Regions from separate parts of the Sus scrofa genome. Here regions 1 and 3 are each linked to region 2. Evidence: chromatin contacts called from public Hi-C data. All regions are on one chromosome and are shown on one strand. The core of a region is the stretch at or near the end of the contact, and the rest is flanking DNA. Distances in the headings are between cores, read along the strand shown.

Region 1 (2,741 bases), core at 136-2,635, 89 kb after region 2:
AATGTAGATCTCAGTGCATGCATTCTGACCCCTTACCCCTCCGTCCAGCAGCTTCTGGCAGCGGGCCAACTGGGCCTTAAAGTCAGTCTTCATGTTGACATAAATGTCATTGGGCCTCCGGGGCAGGCGGTGGGGAAGCCGCTTCCGCAGGGTGTATTCCACCGGGTCCAGCTCGGCCTCGACGGCCCCGCGGGGTTCTCGGTTTTCAGCCATGCAGTGTGCCCTGGTGTGGGAGAAAGATCAGCCATGGGTGAGGAGAGACCAGGTTTCGTTTCCTACCCCGTTTCCCGCCCAAACGGTGCAGCCAAGAGGGGTCGCACTCGACGCCCCTCGTCGCTTCAAGTCTCAGTCCCTTCCCACTTACCTCAAGCTCAAGCATCTCCCCCACCTCCGGTTCCCATTCATCCATCACATCGCTCCCAATCTCAGGCCCCTCCACCGCCCCAGCTATTCCCACGCCTACCTTCTTCGCTCCACAGTGCCCTCAGCGCGCACGCAGCCCGCTCCCCTGCCAGGCCACTCGAGCGTTGCGCCGACCAGTCTGAAGGGAAGGAGCTGCCCGCAACTCCCAGGCCCCAAAAAGGGAAGAGAAGGGAAGGGACTCGCCGCAGGAACGCCGAAACACGGGCGCCCTTAGTACCAGGCTCCTGAAAAGGCCCCCGAGTGCGCAGGCGCGCCCATACCCCGTGGCCAGGCCCGGGCGATCCGCGAATCGCCTTCCCGGCATCCGTTCTCCCCGCCCCTTTCCTGAGTTGCTCGCAAAACCGCGCGATGTGTTTGAGTAACGCGAGGCTTCCGGGGGTGATGGGATCTACCACTTGTAAGCTGCAGAGGCAGGGGGCGTATACCAAGTCGAAGCCGGGGAGGATCTGGAAAGAGAAAGGTTAGCTTCCCTGGGCCAATCCCACCCAGTACTCGGTTCCCGGAGGAGTCATGAAGGGGAGAAAAGAGAGGAGGTTTTCTAGGGGCGTGGAGGATTTAGGGGTAAGGGTCTTCCAAAGGTGTGAGGGAGGACGGCGAATTCCACTGATCTTGATCGCGAATGGCCTAAAGAGAAGTCTGGACTCCCGGGTCCATCGCAGTTCCTCGGGTCAGAGGAGGTGTGGCAGAACTGACCTCCCGTCCAAGATTCCGGCTGCCCGAAGATGGGGGCAAGCAAGGCCCGGCCCTTGGCGGAGGACAAGTTCTTTGGCTCGGGGACTCCTCTGCAGTTTACGGGGACCCGTTCTTCTCCCCTTTCTCTGACCAGGGTGACCTCCAGGCCAGCGCCTGGGGACGCGAGTTGTGAGCCGTGGGGCTAGCCTTTACAGCTTCCCTGTGGCTCGCAGACCCACTAGCACTCCTCAGTCGTCATCCACCAGCTCTTTGGCTTCTGCCCGCCACCCAGGAGCAGGGACCTGCGCCCCCTGGCGGGAAGGGCAGGGCAGCACAGAGGGATTGGAGGCTCCCTAAGGCCAGTGGGGAGGGGTTCTCGGCCCAGGTTGCTTTAGCTTTGGTGGAGTTCCACTGGAAACTGAGTTAGAGCTGCACTGGGGTCCTTGACTGTTCTTCGCTTGAGTTTTCTCATCACTCAAATAGGGATGACAATTCCTGTTCTTGCCACTGAGTTTCGAAACCCGATATAACCTTGGGTAAACTGTAAGCCTATACATTTGAGTTGGCATTTTTATGCCCCCTACACGGCTTTTTGTTGCCTGGGGTGGAGTCCGACTCCATTTGACTGGAGGTTGTAAAGTGGTCAGGTTCCTGAGAACTTTCCCAGCACCATTTAAATCCTGTGGTTCTTTTTAGCTTCAGATATTTACAAGTTTGGGGGCTATTTGGGGGTGAGGAGGAAAGCCTGTCTACCACTTTATTCTGCCTCAGAAGTGACATATGAGCTGAGTTTTGATGGACAAACAGGAGTTCTTCAGGGAACCAAGGAGTATTCTGGAAACATTTTTAAAAGAATGGAAGTGTAATCCAAGCTTCCACCTCAAGGAACTAGAAAAAGAGCGAAGTAAAGCCAAAGGGAGAAGATGGGAGGAAACAATAAAGAACAAAAACCAATTAAATTATGAGAAAAAGAATGTATATATACGTGTGATTGGGTCACTTTGCTGTATGTAAAGCAGAAATTGGCACAACACTGTAAATCAACTATACTTTAATAAAAGCAAACCAAAAAACCTCCGTTAAACTGAACACAAGAAAACAATAAAGAAATTCAAACCAAAAGCTGGTTCTTTGAAAAAGATCAATAAAATGGATAAGCCTCCAGCAAGACTGACAAAAGAACAAGAGAACGAAGATTCAAGTTATGATTACCAGAAATGAAAGAGAGGATAGCACTAAAGATCCCTCATACATTAAAGTATACTTAGAGTAATATAGACCACGCTACAGACAAATTCCACAATTTATGGACCAATTCCCAGAAAACCACATACTACCAAACTTACCCAAGATGAAGTAGATCATCTGCATAGTTCTGTAACTATTAAGGAAATTAAATTCATAGGTTTTTTTTAACTTTATAAAAAGAAATATCTTGGCTCACATAGTTTTACTGGTGAATTCTACCAAAAAAAAAAAAAAAAAGAAAGAAAGAAAGAAAACGCAAATTCTAGACAATCTCTTTCAGAAAATAGAAGAGGGTCCATTTTATGAGACCCAAACCAGACAGAGATTATACAAAGTAGAAAACCACAGACCAATATCTCTCATGAACAATGCAACAAAATCCTCATCAAAATCTTAGC
Region 2 (2,743 bases), core at 212-2,711:
CAGCAGCCACTCAAGCTGCTGAAGTGACAACACCGGATCCTTAATCCACTGCACCACAAGAGAACTCCGCAAGGGCACTTACAAGTAAGTTAACCACACTTACCTCTTGTTTCAGACTACCGTCCAACTGCCACAGTTTACACCTTTGCCATGGCCTAAGCATTAATAGCATTTCCTTTGCTCAGAAGTGACCCAGAGTGGTCTATATATTATATGGGCAATCGCCCCATGAAGCCCTACCTGACCCGTATCCTGCCCTCACCTCTCCTCATCCCTGATCTTGCCCCACGAGGACCTCTGGGCTGTTGCCAAGAATGCTGTGGCAGCACAGGACAGGAGCCTCCTTTGTCTTTTGGACTCAAATATTACCTTCTTAGTGAAATCTCTGCCAGTCCCATTTAAAGGTGAACTACAGAAGTTCCTGTCGTGGCACAGCGGACGGACTAGGAACCATGAAGTTGCAGGTTCGATCCCTGGCCTCGCTCAGTGGGTTAAGGATCCGGCGTTGCCGAGAGCTGTGGTGTAGGTCGCACACGCGGCTTGGATCCCACATTGCTGTGGCTGTGGTGTAGGCCGGCAGCTGTAGCTCCAATTGGACCCCTAGCCTGGGAACCTCCATATGCCACAGTGCAGCCCTAAAAAGCTAAATAAATAAATAAATAAATGTGAACTACACCTTCCTTCCCATCCCACTTTCCTAGGGCTTATCCCCCTTTCCTATTTTTTTTTTCCTTAACCAGAGCGCTTAACACATCTAATAGATGCCTTTAAAGTGTTTATCTTGTTCATCGACTGCCTAGTCCCAACAGAAAAGTTAAGCTCCACGAAACAGGAACTTTTCTTTGCTGCTCTAGCTCCGGTACTTCCATCAGTCCCTGGCATTCCGGTGGCCCTTTGTAACCGTGCACCGTGTCTTCTGGGAGCCTCGGCGGATCTGGGGCTGGCTCCTCACGTGACTGCTGTGGCCCCGCCCCGCCCTCTAAGGAGGGAAGATGGCGGCGCCCAGGGTGCCCCAGAAAGAGGGCAGCAAACGAGAGGGCGCCGGCTCGCTAGAGCGTCCGCGCCGCCGCCTGGTCTGCGGTCGCGTACTGGGAAGGCGCGAATTCAGGACTACGTGCTGGTCGTCCTCCCCACCATTTTCAAAGGAGAAAGGAATTGGCTAATCCTAAAACGTTGAGCTGCCTATCATCTCCCCACTGCTTGGGATTCCTGGGATCTGAGACGTGTAGGACGAGGTTGTGGAATCAGTATCTGGGTTTTTCTCGCCTCGTGTTGGCTCCCGGATCTACCGATTAGGTCATCTCGGGGTGCCTGTCCAGCCTTCTGTTCTAAAGGATCCCAGAGCACACACCTGGACCATCCTTCGGAGACAGGACGTCCAATCCCCGCCCCTGAGTGCCCCACTCCGAGTTCAGGCCCTAAATGCTAATTCCTCGGCACCCCGTCCCCCGCCGTGAGCTCCCCTGAATTAAGTCTCGTGAATCCGGACCCCCCCCTCCCCCAGGCCCCAGGGGCAGATGAGCCCTTGGCCACCGCCCCTACAGTTTCCTGCAGATCCAGCAAACAAAAGGCTCGGGAAGAGAGGCGAGGCTGAGCAGGGCGCCCTTCCTGCAGGAACAGCTGATGGAGCAAAATGACCCAGGAGGGAGGAGAGAAGGGGAGGGATGAAATTCCAGGGTTCCTGGAGGACCGCAGCAGGAGGCCAGACTCCTGGATCCCGGGGAAGGAGGGAGGGAGTCCAGGAAAATGGATGCGGAGGGCCCAGGCAGGACACCAGAGTTTGCTGGGCTCTTTCAGATCCCAGCTGTCTTGGTAGGGGTGATGTCAACTTTAGGGAATGGAGGGGGTTGGGGGGAACTCTGGATTTCAGGTGAGCTCTCAGGCCCCCAGGCTGGAATGGTGGGGGCTGGGAGAGGCCTGAAGCACTGCGTCATCTCCTCTGGGGCCCAGCCTGCCGCCCCCCGGCCCGACCTGCTGCCCTTGGTGCAGGCCCCACCCTGGCCTGGCTTCCTGCTCCTCCCCAGGCACAGAGCTCTCCTGCCAAGCTCCACGAACCAGCCCAGGGGCTTCTTGTCCCTTCAGGTCCTTGTTAGCCTAGCCTCTAACCACGAATGGTCCTCCTTATATTTGCCCCAGAGCTGTTGCCCCTGCCCCCATCCCTGTCAAGGACACAATAGTAGGGGAAGGGCCCCGTCCAGTGGGGGGGGGGGCCTGGCATGGGGGGGGGGCTTGGCCTCATATCCTGTCAGGCTGCCAAGGGAAGAGAGGAAACAAAAGACTTCCCCCTGCTGGGACAATGAGCCTCCCATTACCTCTTTCCCTCCTCCCACTACCCCGCAGCCCTCCCGTTGAGCTCAGGCCCCCAGGCCTCCCTTCTCCAAACCTCCTTACCCTCTGATAGCCTTGGCCTCTGCTCTGAGCTCTGCCCTTCCAGCTCTGCCCTTCCCCTGCCCTCCTTCCTATCAGCTTGCACTGATGCTTGTCTCCAGTCCTGGCTGTTTCAGTCCCCTGCTCTTCCATCAGGGCTCAGAACCCCTTCCTCTGTCTCCAGCGTCAAGACCAGGGGCTGGGTGGGCAAGGCTCTGGTGAATGTTAGGGAGTAAATCATACCCGTTTAATAGCTGGTGGGAAACAGGGGCTCCACAGGAGTAAGGGTCCAAGGCAGAGGGAGGGAAATGCCCTAAGCCTGGCCTGGGTGGGAAAGGAAGAAGCAGAAGGCTGCGAGGTGTCCTCCAGGTCCTTG
Region 3 (2,700 bases), core at 125-2,624, 120 kb after region 2:
GGGGCCTGGCTGGCTCCGCTCCAGCGCCCGAAGTCCTACCCCCCCCCTCCTTTGGACACCTGTGTGATCTGGCCATGCACACTGCACTCTGCCAACCCAGGCGTCCCCCACCCTGCTCCCACTTCCCCCAGGCCCTGGGCGTTTCTCTTCCCCGCTGACATTTCCCCTCGCTCTGTTCAGCTTTCTACGCCAGAGCCTGGGGACGCCCTTCCAAAGTGGGGGGCAGAGACCCCCATCCCATTTCCCCAGCTCGGGACAAAGCCCCTCAATTCCAGCTGCCGGCAGCCCAGGCCGGGCGGCAGCGCCAGACGCCCCAGGCAGAAGGAAGCAGGCCAGGAGGAAGCCGCTGGGGGCGGGGGCAACGCTCCCAGCCCTCAATCCCTATCACCCTTCCGAGCCCCCTCGGCAACCCCAGATTCTGGGCATACAGCAATTGGGGTCCCAAGGAGAAATGGGGGTGCCACCGCCTCCGCAAGGCTGACGGGGCGAAGGGGAGGCAAGGGACAAGCGAGGGTCCCCGGATCTGGCAGGGGAAGGCGCGGGCCGGTGTGGCTCTTCGAAACGCAGTGGGCCTGGCTCTCCGGCCCCCACGACCTCCATTTTGCCCAAAAGAAAGCTCGGTGGGGGGTAGGGGCGACTGGGAGCTAAGCGTGAGGTTAGGACTGCTAAAGGGAATGAGGTGCCGAGGTCTCTGGTCTAGGGGGTAATGGGTCCAGAAAAGAACCTAAATCGAGGGTGGAGACAAGGGAAGGGTGGCCTCGCGGCCTTGCCTGCTTCTCTGAGGATTCTGGACTTTTGCAAGGCGAATGCCAGCGGCGGTGCGAAATGGGAGGACACGAGGGGTGCTACCCCGGGGGAGCTAAGAGGGTGGCAGTGGTGGGGAAAGGGGGCGGGACAGGGCCTAGAGGAAGCCCCGAATTTAGCCCCCCAACTTCTCAGGGAGCAAGAGGCAGGTGGGGGTGAGATGAGGTCTAGAGTCAGGCAAAAGGCCCCTGATGCTGCAGGGAGCGCGTGCGTTATTGGGGGCGAGGGTCCCCCAGTTCCCCTTCCGGGTTTGGGAGCGACGGGGCCATAAGAAGGGAGGGGATGTCTGGGGAGTTACGTCCGCTCCCGAGAGGCCAGACCGGGTAGACAGACGGAAGAGAGGTTCCCCCACGGGAATTTGGGGCTGGGAAGGGGATGAGGACTCCTTTTACCAGCGGAGGTACCTGTGGCGGTGGGACTCTGCGAAGGGTCGCTAAAGGAGAGCGGGAGGTCCTGTCTTCCTCCGCGGCGGAGGCGGCAGCGGCGGCGACGCGGATGGATTTTCTCAGTCACCCCAACTCAACCGTCCAGCGCTGCTCTCCCCAGAGCGGAGGGATCCCGCCCGCCAGTGACGCGGCCGTCGCCGCCGCGCCCAGGGCCCGGCTGGACGAGACCAACTACTTATCGGGGGGAGGCCGGGGGAAAAATAGCACTTAGGGGGCAAATATTGACCCCATAACATCAAAGATATTACTCTACATTATTTCTACGCAAAATGGGCTCAGAAAAATACTTTGCTTCCCGAAAAGGCACAAAACATCCCCTCTGGGACTGACATAGGTGGTACCGGCATAGGGGAGGGTGAAACCGCTCGCTGGTCACGTGACCTGCCCTCCCGGATTGGGCGGCTCCAGACTGGGAAGGGGAGCTCGACGCCCCAGTTCTCGCCTTGGCTCCGCCCTTTGTCTGTGAGACCACGCCCCTCCACAGGGGACAGGGTTGAGAGAGATCAGTGTTGATCACTGCTGGAGAGGCCAGCCGGCCTCAACGCGTAGCGAGGAGGAGCAGTGTTTCCGAAGGTGCCCGGGCGGGAAGCCATGGGGACCTGGGCGGCCCCTGGGAACTCAGGTATGCTGTGAGAACGGGTCTGCCCAGGCAGTGCCCCCGCGTTGCCCAGTGGCTTTTGCGGAACTCTTTATGTGGCGGCATGACACTCTAATAGCAACTCGTTTATTGAGCTTCATACTTATTTACTCCTCACAGTGCTATGAAGTTGAGTACTGGCTTTGTCCCCATTTTACAGTAGTGGAAACAGAGTCCTAGGGCTGCAGAGTTGGAATATGAACCAAGGCTGCTTTATCGACCTTATTGTGTGTATTAATATCTAGCCTCTTGATGAACCTCGCTCTGGACCATCTCCGCGAAGGGATGAGAATGTAAGTATAGGCCTCGGTTTCCACATCTATAAAATGAGAGTGTTGATAGCTACCTGCCCTGCAAGTCACCTTGGATTATTTTAAGATCCTGCGGATTGTGAAAATGTTTTGGAAAGTTCAAATCAATGAGTAACCTTCATTGAGTCCTCATGCGATTTAAAAGTATTAAAACATACACTTTTCATTTAGCCTCAGTTGAAGGCATTAAAAACAGTTTCCAAAGCACCAATTTTTAAAGAGAATAAGAAAAGTCACATTCTTAGTTAAGCACAAATTCCATTTATGGAGCACTCACCAATTCGATCATATATTAGCAGTAGGTAATAGGTGTCAATGAGAATTTGGAAGGGAGGGAGTTCCCATTGTGACTCAGCAGGTAATGACCCCAACTAGTATCCAGTATCCAACTAGTATCCAGTATCCAACTAGTGGCTTAAGGATCTGGCATTGCGGTGACCTATGGTGCAGTTTGCAGCCTGGTTTTGGATCCTGCATTCCTTTTTTTGTTGTTGTTTTTTGT

What was found. Hi-C and Micro-C count contacts between places; a contact is called where the count stands out from the background.
Region 1: a contact with region 2 is called in a Hi-C map of liver, with 3 times the contacts expected there. The contact joins the promoter of POP7 here to the promoter of SLC12A9 in region 2. A contact is called at or near these places in 3 of 5 promoter capture datasets (fetal liver, fetal skeletal muscle and liver), 25 of 47 Hi-C or Micro-C datasets (adipose tissue, alveolar macrophages, blood and 15 more) and 2 of 2 datasets of contacts at active chromatin or transcription factors (alveolar macrophages and skeletal muscle).
Region 3: a contact with region 2 is called in a Hi-C map of skeletal muscle, with 5 times the contacts expected there. The contact joins the promoter of GNB2 here to the promoter of SLC12A9 in region 2. A contact is called at or near these places in 3 of 47 Hi-C or Micro-C datasets (heart right ventricle, liver and skeletal muscle) and 1 of 2 datasets of contacts at active chromatin or transcription factors (alveolar macrophages).

The regions. Positions count from the first base shown.
Region 1 is chr3:8,606,175-8,608,915 of Sscrofa11.1, reverse strand. It overlaps POP7 (ribonuclease P protein subunit p20), which reads right to left and starts at 1,385. Exons shown (of 3, transcript XM_013995472.2): 1 at 1,117-1,385; 2 at 464-869; 3 at 1-223. The coding sequence starts at 213. LOC110260076 (branchpoint-bridging protein-like) reads left to right here and starts at 212. Exons shown (of 3, transcript XM_021087974.1): 1 at 212-250. The coding sequence starts at 212.
Region 2 is chr3:8,695,311-8,698,053 of Sscrofa11.1, reverse strand. SLC12A9 (solute carrier family 12 member 9) reads right to left here and starts at 1,461. Exons shown (of 14, transcript XM_003354477.4): 1 at 104-1,461.
Region 3 is chr3:8,577,711-8,580,410 of Sscrofa11.1, reverse strand. GNB2 (guanine nucleotide-binding protein G(I)/G(S)/G(T) subunit beta-2) reads right to left here and starts at 1,374. Exons shown (of 10, transcript XM_003480989.3): 1 at 1,209-1,374.